Linked DNA regions of Mus musculus: region 1 is linked to region 2. Evidence: chromatin contacts called from public HiChIP or PLAC-seq data. All regions are on one chromosome and are shown on one strand. Each heading gives the region's core, a stretch centred on a gene start, on an enhancer-like site or on the middle of the called end of the contact. The rest is flanking DNA. Distances are from core to core; before and after follow the strand shown.

Region 1 (7,280 bases), core at 839-3,338, 280 kb after region 2:
GGACATCCTTGTCTTGTTCCTGACTACAGTAGAATTGTTTTGAGTTTCTTTCTATTTAGGATGACACTGGCTATGAGTTTGGTGTAAACCACCTACATTATGTTTAGGTATGTCCCTTGTATCCCTAATCTCTCCAGGACTCCCACCTAGTCTTCTTTCTTTTCTCCCCTCCCCTATTCTTCTCTCTTCCTCCTCCCTCCCTCTCTCCTGCCTTCCTTCCTTCTCTCCCTCTTTCCCTCCCTACTTCCCATCCATCATACTGGATATTGAACCCAGAGCATGGTAGGTAGGCACTTTATCATGGAGCTACAACCTCAACCCTCAACCCTCAAAATTCTTTATAATGTTCTAGCGATCTATTTCTTGTTTTCTAAATGACCAAAGCTACTAAAAAATCTGTATCTTAATCTATGAGACCTAATTTACAGATATTCTTTTCTCTTTGGTTTAGTTTTTAACCCTCTTACCATGGTAAGTAGTGTGTTTTATTATATTCTATGTTTAAAAAAATAATTCCACTAAAGAATCAAGGATATGCAGGAGGCAAGAAGAGAAACAGGCATTTCTTATGCATTTCTTTTCTGGTTGTTGAAAACAGCATCTCACATTCCAGGATAGGCACACACACACACACACACACACATGCACACACACACACACACACACACATATGCACACACACACACACACACCCACACACACACATACACACACACACACACATATGCACACGCATCCTGTACGCAGAAGCATGCATGCACATTCTAACTTCACTGGGACAAGTCCGTTGTATGTGGCTACAAATGAGATCTCTTCAGTGATACTTTGGTCCCCTCAATTAGCACGAAATTTTCCCGAGAAAAGAGTTATGCCCCTGTAGCCTTTGTAACACCAACCACGAAGCTAAGGCACTAAATTTAAAGGAATCTTACTCATCCTTTTTCTCTTTAATGTCTTCACAGCACTGACCGTGTTGAAAGACTTTGGAGAAATCCCATTTTCTTCTTGCTCCCCACGTCTACTGCTTTACCCAGGCTGGAGTGAGATTTCTGTCACCAGATCTCCCAACCTTCAGTTTATCTTTTAACCCCTCCCCATTGCATCTTTCACGTTGTCGTCAAAGGTATCTTTGATTAGTTCACATCCCATCTTAAAATAGCTAAGCAATCTGTATTTAGTCATTCTGTTCCAGTGGGCAGAGGATGCTCAATTCCCTCCTTCCTAACAGGACCGATCTTAGTTTGCCTTCCTAAAACCTACTCAACAGCCTCAGGAGACAACAGGTGGCTCTTCAAGCACTTACTATGGCTAACTTGGACCTTTGAAGAACACTGTAGCTCTTTCTGGCTTTGGAGATGTCACATCAGCTGCAGTAGAGAACAGATGATGGGGGGGGGGTGCTTTCTGTACAATCGCACTCTCAGCTGTCTGAGTAAAGTGTTAATTACCACTTGAAAACAATACTGTTGTTTGTGTCTAGTGACCTAGTGGAGAAATTCCATGGGTTGAGGGCAAAATGGAGTGGAACGGCTGGTGGTCATCAGCTTTGCCGTGTGGTTTGGGCATGGGAAAGGGTGGCAGTTAACTATGGGGAGGACAAAGGGCAAAAGTGCAAGGGGAGTGACAGATGCCTCCATTTGTCTGTACTGACTCTAAACCACCATAATCACAAGAATCAAGTTTCCTGGAGAACAGGTTCATGGCTGAAGTAAAGGCTTTACAGAGGCTATTTTTGACTATATTTTTGATGCTGTTATCCCCAGTTTGCCTCTGTATGTATCATAGCCATGGTGACCATATATTTTCCAGGTTAACATGGGTCAAGGTGGTAAACTTTAATGTTTATTTAGGAAAATATTTAATATTTACTTTAGACAATATTTACACAGTCACCATAGCTGTGGAGGAGTCTCAGATGACCACCAGCCCATGGACTACCTTATTAAAGCAAACAGGAAAAATTGAATCTACTGAAGGAAATAAAAAAGTGCAAAGTATGAAATGTAGAATAGCTCTGGCAATGGCAGAACAAACATATCACTGGTCCTGAGTCATCTCTAGTGCTTGAGGGCATCCCCTTCCTCCTGTTGGTCCTGAGTCATCTATGTCCAGTATTGAGGGCATCCCCTTCTTCCCGTTGGTCCTGAGTCATCTATGTCCTGTGTTTGAGGGCATCCCCTTCCTCTTGTTGGTCCTGAATCATCTATCTCCAGTGTTCGAGGGCATCCCCTTCCTCCCCTTGATGGACATCTTACTGTGTAGAAAGGACATCCTCAATGGATAGAGCCATGGGCTTCTGTCCCTGCACTTCTGTTTGTGTTTGATGGATATCACAGAGGAGTGTAGTGTCTGGGTATTTATTTCCTTTACTCTCTTTCCTTGGTGTGCTTGCTGTATCCTTTACCTAGAGGTCCAGCTCCTCTCAGCTCCCCATAACTTTGTTTGCCTCTCAGGCCTAGACTGGGAGCAGTTTTCTGCTATTACTAGTTCTGAAAAAAGAAATATACTGAACTGTGTCTATACTTTTGTCGAGGATATCTTAAACTCACTCAGTCGCTAGACATGAGCATATCCCATTTCCTGTTGGAACCCTAACTGATAGGGTGTTCTTCTTGAGGAATAAAGGGATAGATAGAAGGGTGCCCCGAAGGCTTTTGTGGTGACCTCCAGTGCAGGCAGTTCAATGAATATTATGTATGGTGCATCTAGGTCATGGGCTGAGAGGCCAAGCTCTGGCTGTATGTGGCTTGTGTTGCTACATTTTGAGATGCCCTCTGGGTCACTTAGCCCATGGCCAGTGCTTCTGCACAGCGCTGGCTTTTACTCGGAACTTGGGAGAGAGGTGGAAATACATCTTCTTCATGAAAACTGCTGGCCCAGAAAGAGGCCTCTGAGTCAGCAAATGAGAGCAGACAGCTCTTCTCCAATGACATTCATCTCTCCTCTAGCACGGGTAGCTCAGTTCCATCCTGGCATCGGGCTGCAGCAAGGAGAGCTGTCTAGAAGCTTCCAGCCTGGTGCCTCCTGCAGTCTTCTCTGACCTTCTTCTTGCAAAGCATGGTTCCATTAGGAAGTTAGATGTCCTGTGTTTCAAACCAACCCATCAACCTGCTTTTAGTAGGCCAAGTCATCTGGGTGAAATCATAAAGAAACTGCAGTGTCCTGTGTCTCCTTTTGACCTTCCCTCTGGGGACACAGGGATCTTTTCATGGTTAGAGTAGGACTTGCTTCCTTTCTGATTGCTTGTGGTTACCTATCTCCAAAGCTGTGATGTCTTTCTAATTAGGGATGCTGCTGGTCCAGCCTGGTGAGAGGCTAGGAGGTTGTTAGCTGTTGTTACTCGTTGTCTGGGATTGATTTTGGATGAACTGCCCATGGTTTGAAGTTTGATCAGTTTTATTCTTTGCATCCCTTTCTGCCCAATTGTTCCCTACAGGAAACCTTCATTTGACTTTTCTTATCTGATTCATTAGGAAAAAAACTAAAAAAAAAAAAAAAAACGAAAACCCATCCAACCAACCAACCAACCAACAAAAAAACCAGACACTGGTTAGATTAAAAAAGTGATCAAGGACAATTTTTCCCAAACCAGACATTACCCTGATAAAATTCACAGAGGGCAGAATCGAGGCAGAGCCGCTAGAGTTGAGTTCCCTGGCAAAGAAATAGTAAATAGCAAGCCAGTTATTTCAGGGGGGCAACTATTTGCCTCACTAGTAAAGCATGGCTCATGATGGAAAATTACTCAGAGGAAAGTAGGAAGCAAATGGATTGAGTTGCTATGGGAACACAGTTGGGGAAAAAAAAAACCCACAAAATATGTAAATACTGTAATTTGGTATTTTAATGTACTTCTTTTCCATGAAGAAAATTCCCTGACAACTAAAACTAACAGCTCATTCCTCTGCTGAACAGCTCTGATCGACAGAACCTGGGCAACTAGGTGTCTGAATTCAGTTTTGCCCCTAGGAGCCAATGCATCATATTTTCAAGCATAGAAGTCAGGCATCTGCAACAGCGGCCCTCAGTATGGGGTACATATTAGACACAAGCACTCAGGGGACTTGTAAGAACTCATCCACACCACAGGTCAATGAAGTTAGATTCTTTGGGGGTGGGGGCTGAGCTTTTTGTTTGCCTTTGTTTTGATATTTTGAGATAGTATTTGGCTTTGGTCTTGAATTTGTGACACTCTTACCTGAGACCCCCCAAGAGCTGAGATGTAAGCTACCATTCCTGTCCCATGCTTGAAAAAAAAAAAGCCAAGAGAAAACAAAGGGGGACAAAATACCTCCAGTCATTTCTTTCTTTCTTTTTCTTCTTTCCGAGACAGGGTTTCTCTGTATAGCCCTGGCTGTCCTGGAACTCACTTTGTAGACCAGGCTGGCCTCGAACTCAGAAATCTACCTGCCTCTGCCTCCCAAGTGTTGGGATTAAAGGCGTGTGCCACCACCGCCCAGCCCTACAGTCCTTTCTACTCTTGCTACTCCCTGTGAATTGTGTAGGGACTCACTGGCCGCTATCCGTGACTTATTTTGCTGTTTGACTTTCCTAGGTTTTGTTGTACCCACTTTTAACTGATTTGAACATTTAAATACTGATAATGGGAGATGATTAGCAATCATTAATCTTCCATTATTAGTGCTATTATCCTCACAGTGATAGATTAGTGCTTCTCTGAGTTGGAGGAAACATGTGATTCTCTATTACAAATCATTATCGTTTAGGCACAATAATAATAATGATTAACTGCTGTTAGTTTTTAAAGTTCTAGATTGATCATCATAATTTGGGAAGTTTGGATGTTGCTCTAAATGTTGATATCAATCTATATTTTTATAATTACCATCATTAATTAGCATTAGTTATGTGGTAAATCAATAATCATGTGTACGGACATAGTTGTTCAAACTGCTTAATCATAGTCTATACCAGAGGTAGTAAAAGGTACAATTTCTATTTTCCCAATGGGACACGGATTGCATACAAGATAGTAACCTTTAAAAGTTTGTATGTTAAAATTCTGACATATCTGGGTATAGGACAGCAAAATCCCAATTTCTTCCTTTCTGCTTGGCTCCTGCTTCTTTAACCCTGTCCAGTGAGATCTCCCAATCTCCTTCCTATGGTATGAAAGAACAAAGAGTAATTTAGTCCAGAGGTTACTGCCATCTGGAAGAATATGAATGAATACGGAATATGGGTTGATGGTAAAGGTCAGGATTCCAGCAAGCGTGACTGCATGGTGAAAATCGCACTTGGTATCGAATCTAAATTCAGGTGCTCTCTTACAATGTGACTGGAGAGCTCACCTGGGGAAAGCTCGCTTTCTTATGACACTATTACCTGCAATAGCAGGGTTACACAGTGTAGCTTTGGAGTCAGCCCCTGGGTGCAGACTGACTATGTCAGGTCATTAGCCTGTGCCGTGGGTCTCCTGGGTTCTTTATTTTCTCTTCTTTCAGCCCCACCCCCACCCCTGACAAGAGTCTGTTTTTGCTTTTGCTGTGGTTGCCTGTTCTAAGAGCACCACAGTTGTTCTTACCATAAGTAATTAAGGGAAATTTATGTTTAAAATGTGAGTCCTTCCGCACAGGGCAGGAAACAGCGTGATTCAGTCTTATGTCCAGATGAATGTGTGCCCCCTCCTTTCATATTAGAAAATAGGTATGGTTGAATATGTTTTCTTTTTCTAATTTGTTATTTGAAACCTCCCTACATCGTATCCTTAATAACAAAAAAACAAAACAAAACAAAACAAACATTTTTGTTACTGAAAATTTCAAATGTACCTCCAGAGTAGAAATTTTATAAAAAGCTCCTATGAATGACTTAGTTTTTGGTTTTTCTCACTTTAAAATTCACATTATATTCCAACCACAGCCCCCTTCCTTTCTCTCCTCATAGTCCTGCCCTTGCAAATCCCTCCCCGACTACCCTCTTCCTTTCTCCTCAGCAAAGGGGAAGCCTCCCTTGGTACCACCCCACGCTGGGACATCTAGTCCCAGCAGGACTAAGTACCTCCTCTCCTATTGAAGCCCAACCTGGTAGTTCAGGTTGGGGGGATCCAATGGCAGGCAACAGACTCAGAGAGATCCCTGCTTCAATTGCTAGAGGATCCACAAGGAAGACCAAGCTGCACATCTGCTATAAATGTGTGTGGGGGTCCTAGGTCCAGTCTCTGCATATTCTTTGGTTGGTGGTTCAGTCTCTGTGGGCTCTCATGGGCCCAGGTTAGTTGACTCTGTAGGTCTTCTTGGGGTGTCCTGGAACCCTCCAGCTCACCCAGTTCTATCCCCACTCTCCCACAAGACTCCTGAGCTCCACCTGATATTTGCCTATGGGTCTCTGCATCTGTTTCCATCAGCTGCTGGATGAAGCCTCTCAGGAGACAGTTATGTTAGGTTCCTGTCTGCAAGCATAGCAGAGTATCATTAATAGTGTCAGGGGTTGGCTCTCTCCCATGGGATGGATCTCAAGTTGGAACAGTCATTGGTTGGCTGTTCCCTCAGTCTCTGTTTCATGTTTATCCCTGTACATCTTGTAGGCAGGGCAAATTTTGGGCTGATGGTTTTGTGGGTGGGTTGATGTCCCTTCCACTGGAAGTCCTGCCTGGAAGTGACCACATCTGTCTCTATATCCTCCACTGGTAGGAATCTCAGCTAAGGTCTCCCCCATAGACTCCCTGTAACCTCCTCACCCCATGTCTCCAGCTGGTCCCAGAGATGCTCCGCAACAGTTTCCATTCTCACTCCCAAGCTTCTCTCACTTCCCTCTCCCCACACTTGATCTCCATCCCCACACCCCTCCTTACACCCTGCCCTGCTCCCTCCCTCCATCTACCTCTGATGAGTAGTTTGTTTCCCCTCCTGTGTGGGATTCACACATCCTCCCGTGAGCCCTCCTTATTACCCAGGTTTTGGGGTCTGTGGATTGTAGTACTTTTATCCTTCACTTTATGGCTAATATTCACTTATAAGTGAGTACATGTTTTTTTCTAGACCTGGGTTACCTCACTCAGGATGATATCCTCAAATTCTATCCATTTGCCTGCAAATTTCATGATGTCTCTGTTTTTAATAGCCGAATAGTATTCCATTGTGTAGATGTACTACATTTTCTTTATCCATTCTTCGGTTGAGGGACATCTAGATTGTTTCCAGCTTGTGGTTATTACAAATAAGGTTGCTATGAACATAGTGGAGCAAGTGTCCCTGAGGTATAGTGACACATCTTTTGATTATGCCCAGGTGTGGTATAGCTGGGTCTTGAAGTAGAAC
Region 2 (6,533 bases), core at 984-3,483:
ATGTACTCACACATATAAAAATAAATAAATTAATTAAAAGCATAAGATTCCTAAGTGGCTCTTTGTTTGGGGCAGGGTTTGTACATGTGGTCAGAAGCACCTTAAAGCATGACTCAGTTTGCATTTTTAAAAGAAAGAATAATTTATGCATTTATTTTATGTATATGAGTACATTGTAGCTATCTTCAGACACACCAGAAGAGGGCATTATATAGTATTACTGACGGTTGTGAGCCACCATGTGGTTGTTGGGAATTGAACTCAGGACCTCTGGAAGAACGGCTAATGCTCTTAACCGCTGAGCCACCTCTCTAGCCCTCAACCTGCCTGTTGTTCCACAAGTATTTTAAAACGTCATTAGCAATGAAAGCAGTAAAAACTGAAAAAGAAAATGTACCATGGCAGGCACAGAGCTATGTGTCCTAGATCCATTTTCGAGGGAGAAGTTGTCTAGCTGTCAGCTCCCAGTTCCTGGCTGTCAGCTCCTCATGGCTTGCCACTGTGAAGTGGGAATTTTTGGTTTCGTTGGAGACTCAGTTGTGTCATGTGATATTTTTCTGGAGCCTGATTTATGAAAGGATGATTCTCGGAAGGAGACATGTGGGAGGAATTTTTGCTGAGAACAGACACGTGGTGTTTTCCTGGAAGCTGTCTGGTGAAAGGTCATGTGATGTTTTGCTGGCATGGATGCTGGAGAGGACCCGTGATGTCTGGAAAGAGTCTAAGTACATCGAGTATAACCCAACAGACAGTGGGAGACACTCAGGCGTTGGTTTGCCTCACTGCTCTTCTCTGATCTTCTCTTGTCATGACTTTGTAGAGAGAAATGCATCAAAGAATTCCTGGTGGTGTTTTGGCTGCTGCTTGCCGCTTCCATGGACTCCAGCTATGCGGACCTGCGGAGCCTTGAGGTTTCTTCTGGATTGAGTTGCTGCTGCTGACTCATGTTTCAGGGTTTGTTAGTGGACTGCACTGCTGACAACAAAGATTGGAATCATTCCAAAAAAACTACTTCTAACCAGGTCTCCACCACGCCTTGTCCTGTCAGCCATCTTCCTCCCCTACCTTTGGTCGGTGGGCTATTAGCAAGGATGAGGTGTTTAAGAACCCTTATTAAAGTAGGTTTTAAAAAACCAAAGCCTACTAAATAGCTTTTCAGAGCAGTCCCAAACTACTGTGGTGAAGTTAACAAGGCCTGGCTATTCTTCTAGGTGCAGGCAGCTCTGATAGATCTAACATACTCCAGAGTATGCCCTGGGATTGAGACTTGGTTGGGCTTATAGCACAGTAACCCTTTCTCTCTACTTGCTTATTATTATTAATTTATTTATTTAATTAATTAATTAATTAAAAATGCATATGGTGTTTTGCTTACACATATGATCACACATCGCAGGAGTACCTACCTGGTGGCCACAGAGTCCAGAAGAGGGTGTCATATTCCCTGGAACTAGAGTATGGATGATGGCAAGCCACCATGTGGGTGCTGGGAATCCACTGGCGTCCTCTAGAAGAACAGCCAGTGCTCCTCAAGGCTGAGCTGTCACTCCAGCCCCTGCTCGCTGCTTTCAAACCATTATTTGGTTCTTGTTTATTGGTAACAAATATATCTTATGCAAATTTTAAGCGTCTTCCCTCATGGAACGCAACAAAGGCCAGTGCCTTTTTCTTTTCAAAATTTCAAATTGTCACAAATGAACCAGAAGGAATAGTGATGGAATAGTTATGGGTGATATAAATTATTTTGTTTCAACTTTTAAATATTTTATTAACATTACTTTATCCCTTCAGTAGTATCATTTTTGCAATTTAAAAAGCTACGTTATGAAATTGTGTTCACAGTATCAGAAAAACTAGAACTAATCTCTAGGAGCCAAGCTGGGCGAGGTCTGGTGGTGTAATTCCAGCATTCAAGAGTCCAGATGACAGTGAGCTGGAGGCTAGCCAGGGCTACAAAAGGACATCCTGTCTGAAACCAAACCAAGCAGACAAAGCCAAACCCTCATCAAGCCGTGGAACACACACGTGTGAGCACACAGAGTGAAGCTTTGGATTGAACACAGAGCCTGTGCTCATCAGGCATCAAGGTATCAAGCTATGGGATCACACACACACACACACACACACACACACACACACACACACAGTGGGGCTGGAGATTGAACTCAGGACCTTGAGCATGGTCACCAGCATGCTGCTACTCAGCCACACCCCAGTCACAGAGTTCTTTCATATTCCTTTTCAGGCAGTCCCCTCCCACTGTCCTAGCCTGTTCAGCTGCCTGTAATAAAATACCGCAATACCTTGACTGGTTAATAAACAACATGCTTATTAGCCACGTGTTTAACTCCCACAGTCCTGGACGCTGAAAAGTCCAAGGTCAAAGTGTAGATGTGGTGGATACATGTAAGGGACCAGTTCCTGATTCATAGACACATCTTCTTTGTCCTCACACGAAGCAAAGGAGATAGCTAACTCACTGAGCCTTAAATCATTTTGATTCCAAAAGTTCAACTGCTAAAATTTGGCCTTGGTAATTAGATTCAGCATATGAATTTTGGAAGGATCATAGCATCCACCAAATAGAGAAAACAGCTATTTTAATTTTCCTTTCTTTTAAAAATTTTGTTTGGGGCGGGGAAAAAGAAAAAAAAAATAAAAATTTTGTTTAACTAAATTTGAGATAGGGTCTCTCTGTGTAGCCCTGTCTGGTCTAGAACTCACTATGTAGACCAGGCTGGCCTTAAAATTGCCTGTCTGCCTCTCAAGTGCTAGGATTAAATTGCATGTACCACCACACTAACCCTCGTCCCCAAGATATGTTTTGTGTGTGACTATGACATAAGGGTGCCAGTGCATGATGAGGCCAGAAGAGGGTGCCAGATGCCCTGGAGCTGGAGTTAAACAGGCAGTGATGAGCCTCCTGCTCTGGGGTGAACTGGACAAATGAAATTATATTTGTTATCTTCTTCATAGATACCTGGGTTGTTTCCATTCTGGGATATAATAGATGAAGCTATTATACGAATTTTTGTGTTGACAAGTATTTCCTTCCTTGATGGTAAATATCTAGGAGTGGAATTGTCAGATCACAGAAAATCATTATTGTAAGCACTTTTACCTTTATAAGATGCCCAATAATTTTATAGGCCTATCGACAATGTATGAGAGTTCTGATTGTTGCGTCTCTGTGTTAACCTTTGATGTTGTCAAATCTTTTCAATTGAGTGACTTTTTGACAGATGTACACATAATAGTATCCCCTTTAAACTACATTTTCTTCAATGACTTAAAAAAAAAAGCCCAAACAAACAAACAAAAAACAACCTGTGAGTATTTTTTATGTTCCTGACATTTCTTTTTTTTAAATATTTTTTTATTACGTATTTTCCTCAATTACATTTCCAATGCTATCTCAAAAGCCCCCCCCCCCCCCCATGTTCCTGACATTTCAATGTCTTCTTTTGAAAAGTGTCTTGGGTATTCCAGAGGCATACATTCAGCTGGAAAGGCCTGGAGCCATCTTGATTTGTGTACTGCTATGATTGCCCCAAGAGAAACCACAGTTGTGGCTTTCCAAGTTTGCTATCCCAGAAAACTCTCGTCGCTTCCACTGTCTCTTTATCTGCCTCTGTCTCTTTCTCTCTGTGTTTCTCTGTCTCTTTCTTTCTCTGTGCCTCTATCTCCCTGTCTCTCTGTCTCTCCGCCCCATTCTCTGTCTCTCTGTGTATGTCTCTCTCTACATCTCTCTCTGCCTCCCTATCTCTCTCTTTTTCTGTCTCTCTCTTTTCCTGTCTCGTTGTCTCTCACTGTCTCTTTCTCTATATCCCTGGGTCCCTGGGTCCCTGTCTCTGTCTGTCTGTCTGTCTGTCTGTCTGTCTGCCTGTCTGCCTGCCTGTCTCTGTGTCTGTGCACATGCATATGTGCTTGTACTTAGTTTGTGAGACCAGGTCTCACTGTGTAGCTCAAGCTGGACTGAAACTCGTGATTCTCCTGCTGTAGCCTTCGGAGTGCTGGGCTTACTACCATCACATCGAGCTCTTAGCTGATTTTCTTTCCAAATGGTACTTAATAAGCTTTTTAAAGCCAGTCAGTAACAAGTGAGGGTTTCTTCTACTTTAAAATCCAGTTCCCTGAAACTAAAAAGTAAGGTTTGTGTCGTCAGCCATGGTTGTAGCATACATAGAGTGATGACATCATTTCTAGTCACTGTTGCTTTCCTGAGGCCTATTGGCCATTGCATAATTTCCATGCAGGAACAAAAGATGGACGCCAAGCATCCAAGGAGAGTGATTTCAGAAGCGAATCCTTTCTCTTGAATACCTAAAGATCTTTTACTCTTCCTCTTTGCAGCACTCCATGATGCTAATGGTATAGGACATGTGTGTGCTCTGGTTTGCCTTCATACTATAAATACTTTGAGAGTGTGCTGACTAAAGTTGACAAAGGCTAGAGCTGTCTGAGAGAAGAGAACCCAAATGAGAAAATGCTTCCACAAGATTGGGGTGTAGGCAAGCCTGTAGGGCATTTTCTTAATTAGTGATTGATGTGGGAGGGTCTAGCCTATTGTGAGTGGGGACACCCTGTGCAGATGGTCCTGGGTTCTATAAGAAAGCAGGCTGAGCAGGCTGTGGGGAGCAAGCCAGTAAGCAGCACCTCTCCATGGCCTCTGCGGCAATCCAGGTTCCTGCCCTGTTTGAGTTCCTTTCCTGATTTCAGTGATGTGCTAGAGTAAGCCACATCTAATTCTTCCTCCCCAAGATGCTTTGATCATGATGTTTCACCACAGCAAATGATACCTCGAGTAAGGTAGAGATCATAGGCATGTTCCATTTGTATCCTCTATACCACCCCGAACTGATAATCAGTAAGTCTTATACACACAGAAATAAACAAAAAAACAAAACAAAACAAAAAAACCAAATAACAAACCCAAAACACTTGTTTAATAAAAATGTAAAACAAAAGAAACCCAAGCCCCCAAACTGAAACAAAACACTAAAAAAACCCGTCTCCCCCCCCTCCCCCAAACTCAAATCTACAAATCTCCACAATATACCAAGCCGAGAGAAAAACTGATTAATGAGCCATAAGTTGCATCATTGTCTTGTTCAGGAGATGAGTCATGACTGAGATGCCAGGGTCTCCTCCCGCATCCCTGTGGGCACAGCATTCGGGGACAGAGATCAGCTGTAAGCACACTAAGTGGCTGTACTTGTCATCACTAGGAAACTTACAGTCATCAGTCTTGGAGTTCTGTGCTCGCAGCCGTGGCCCCTAATGTACAGAGCTGACTGGAGGTTACTTACAGAGAAGCGTGCTTTAGTCAGCCCAGGCTGTTTACCAGTGCACCACAGGCAGCGTGGCTGCTGAAGCAACCAACACAGATATTTATTATGCCTTATAACATTAGCAAAATTATAGTTATGAAGTAGCAATGAAAATCGTTTTGTGGTTGGGGGATCACCAGAACATGAGGAGCTATATTGAGGGTCTTGAACTCACAGCCCCAGGAAGGTTGAGATCCACAGACGCAAGGATCCCAACTTGAGTGTGGGTGGTCTTGTTCTCACAACTGAACACAAACCTTATTAGTGCTCAAAGGCCCCACTTCCAAATGCTATCACCTGTGATGACTGGGGTTTCAACATAAAAGCTTTGGTGGCGGGGTAAACAAATATCAGTACAAACGGGTGTGGTGGTTTACAACTATAATTCCTAACGTGTGAAAGTAGAGGCTGGAGGGTCCGGAGCTCAAGATCACTCTCTGATACAGAGTAAATAGCCTGGGCTGCAGGAGACTGTCGCAGCCGCCAAACCAAATCCCATTCGCTCTCCAGCAGAGGCAGTGGCAAATTATATTGTAATCTCTATTTTAAAGAAAAGCTCAGTGGCTGAAGTTGGTGAGCCTAAGCTGTTCGAGCACTGTCCTAACGACAATGGGCTCACCATCTTCAGTCTCGTCATTCATCTGAGTTCATTTGTTAGGTATCAAGTGTTGTGTGATGTAATGAAGAAATCAGCCTGAAGAGAAGGGAGAGAAGAAAAAAATGTGAAGCCACTAGAGGACGATGTAATACAACAATACAATGAATCCAGACAGTACAAACACAGTGGAAGCTCCGCGGAGTGGGCGGGCGGGCACTGCAGCCTCCCGGGACTGGGGAGCGAAGCTGGCCTTCAGCTGCATCTTCCCATCTGCCCAGGGAAAACAGCTCACGCGTACTTGAGAACTCCCACTTTAGAGGCTGACTTTGGATGAGTTTTACTGAAAGTCTAGCGTGTCTTTGGCCGATTTTCTGCCTCTTGCAGGTCTCCTGAACTTCTTTTCCCTCTCAGAAAAGCTCACCCCTGGGAATGGGCTAGGATGTGGCTCAGTGAGTAGAACGCTTCTTTTCCTCCCATCCTAACCCTTGCTTTCAGTTCCAAGGAGCCAGTAAAAAAAAAAAAAAAAAAAAAAGGCATGGTGGTCCGTGCCTGTAACCCTCAACTCCTGGGAGTTGGAGGCAGGAAGATCAGAAATTAAATTTAAA

Evidence for each region. HiChIP or PLAC-seq counts read pairs in DNA pulled down with a chosen protein or histone mark.
Region 1: an HNF4G HiChIP or PLAC-seq map of pancreatic cancer cells shows a contact between it and region 2. The contact joins two enhancer-like sites. A contact is called at or near these places in 2 of 484 Hi-C or Micro-C datasets (both in cerebral cortex) and 2 of 115 datasets of contacts at active chromatin or transcription factors (bone marrow-derived macrophages and pancreatic cancer cells).

Annotation. Positions count from the first base shown.
Region 1 is chr13:101,125,878-101,133,157 of GRCm38.p6, forward strand. No RefSeq gene overlaps it. Among named protein-coding and RNA genes, the nearest start is that of 5930438M14Rik, 100 kb to the right of the region's middle. Within about 2 kb of position 2,089, at least 8 of the 459 cell types and tissues checked have an H3K27ac peak or open chromatin away from gene starts, as enhancers often do. A contact at or near this core is called in pancreatic cancer cells, where this site is marked.
Region 2 is chr13:100,841,273-100,847,805 of GRCm38.p6, forward strand. No RefSeq gene overlaps it. Among named protein-coding and RNA genes, the nearest start is that of Slc30a5, 11 kb to the left of the region's middle. Within about 2 kb of position 2,234, at least 31 of the 459 cell types and tissues checked have an H3K27ac peak or open chromatin away from gene starts, as enhancers often do. A contact at or near this core is called in pancreatic cancer cells, where this site is marked.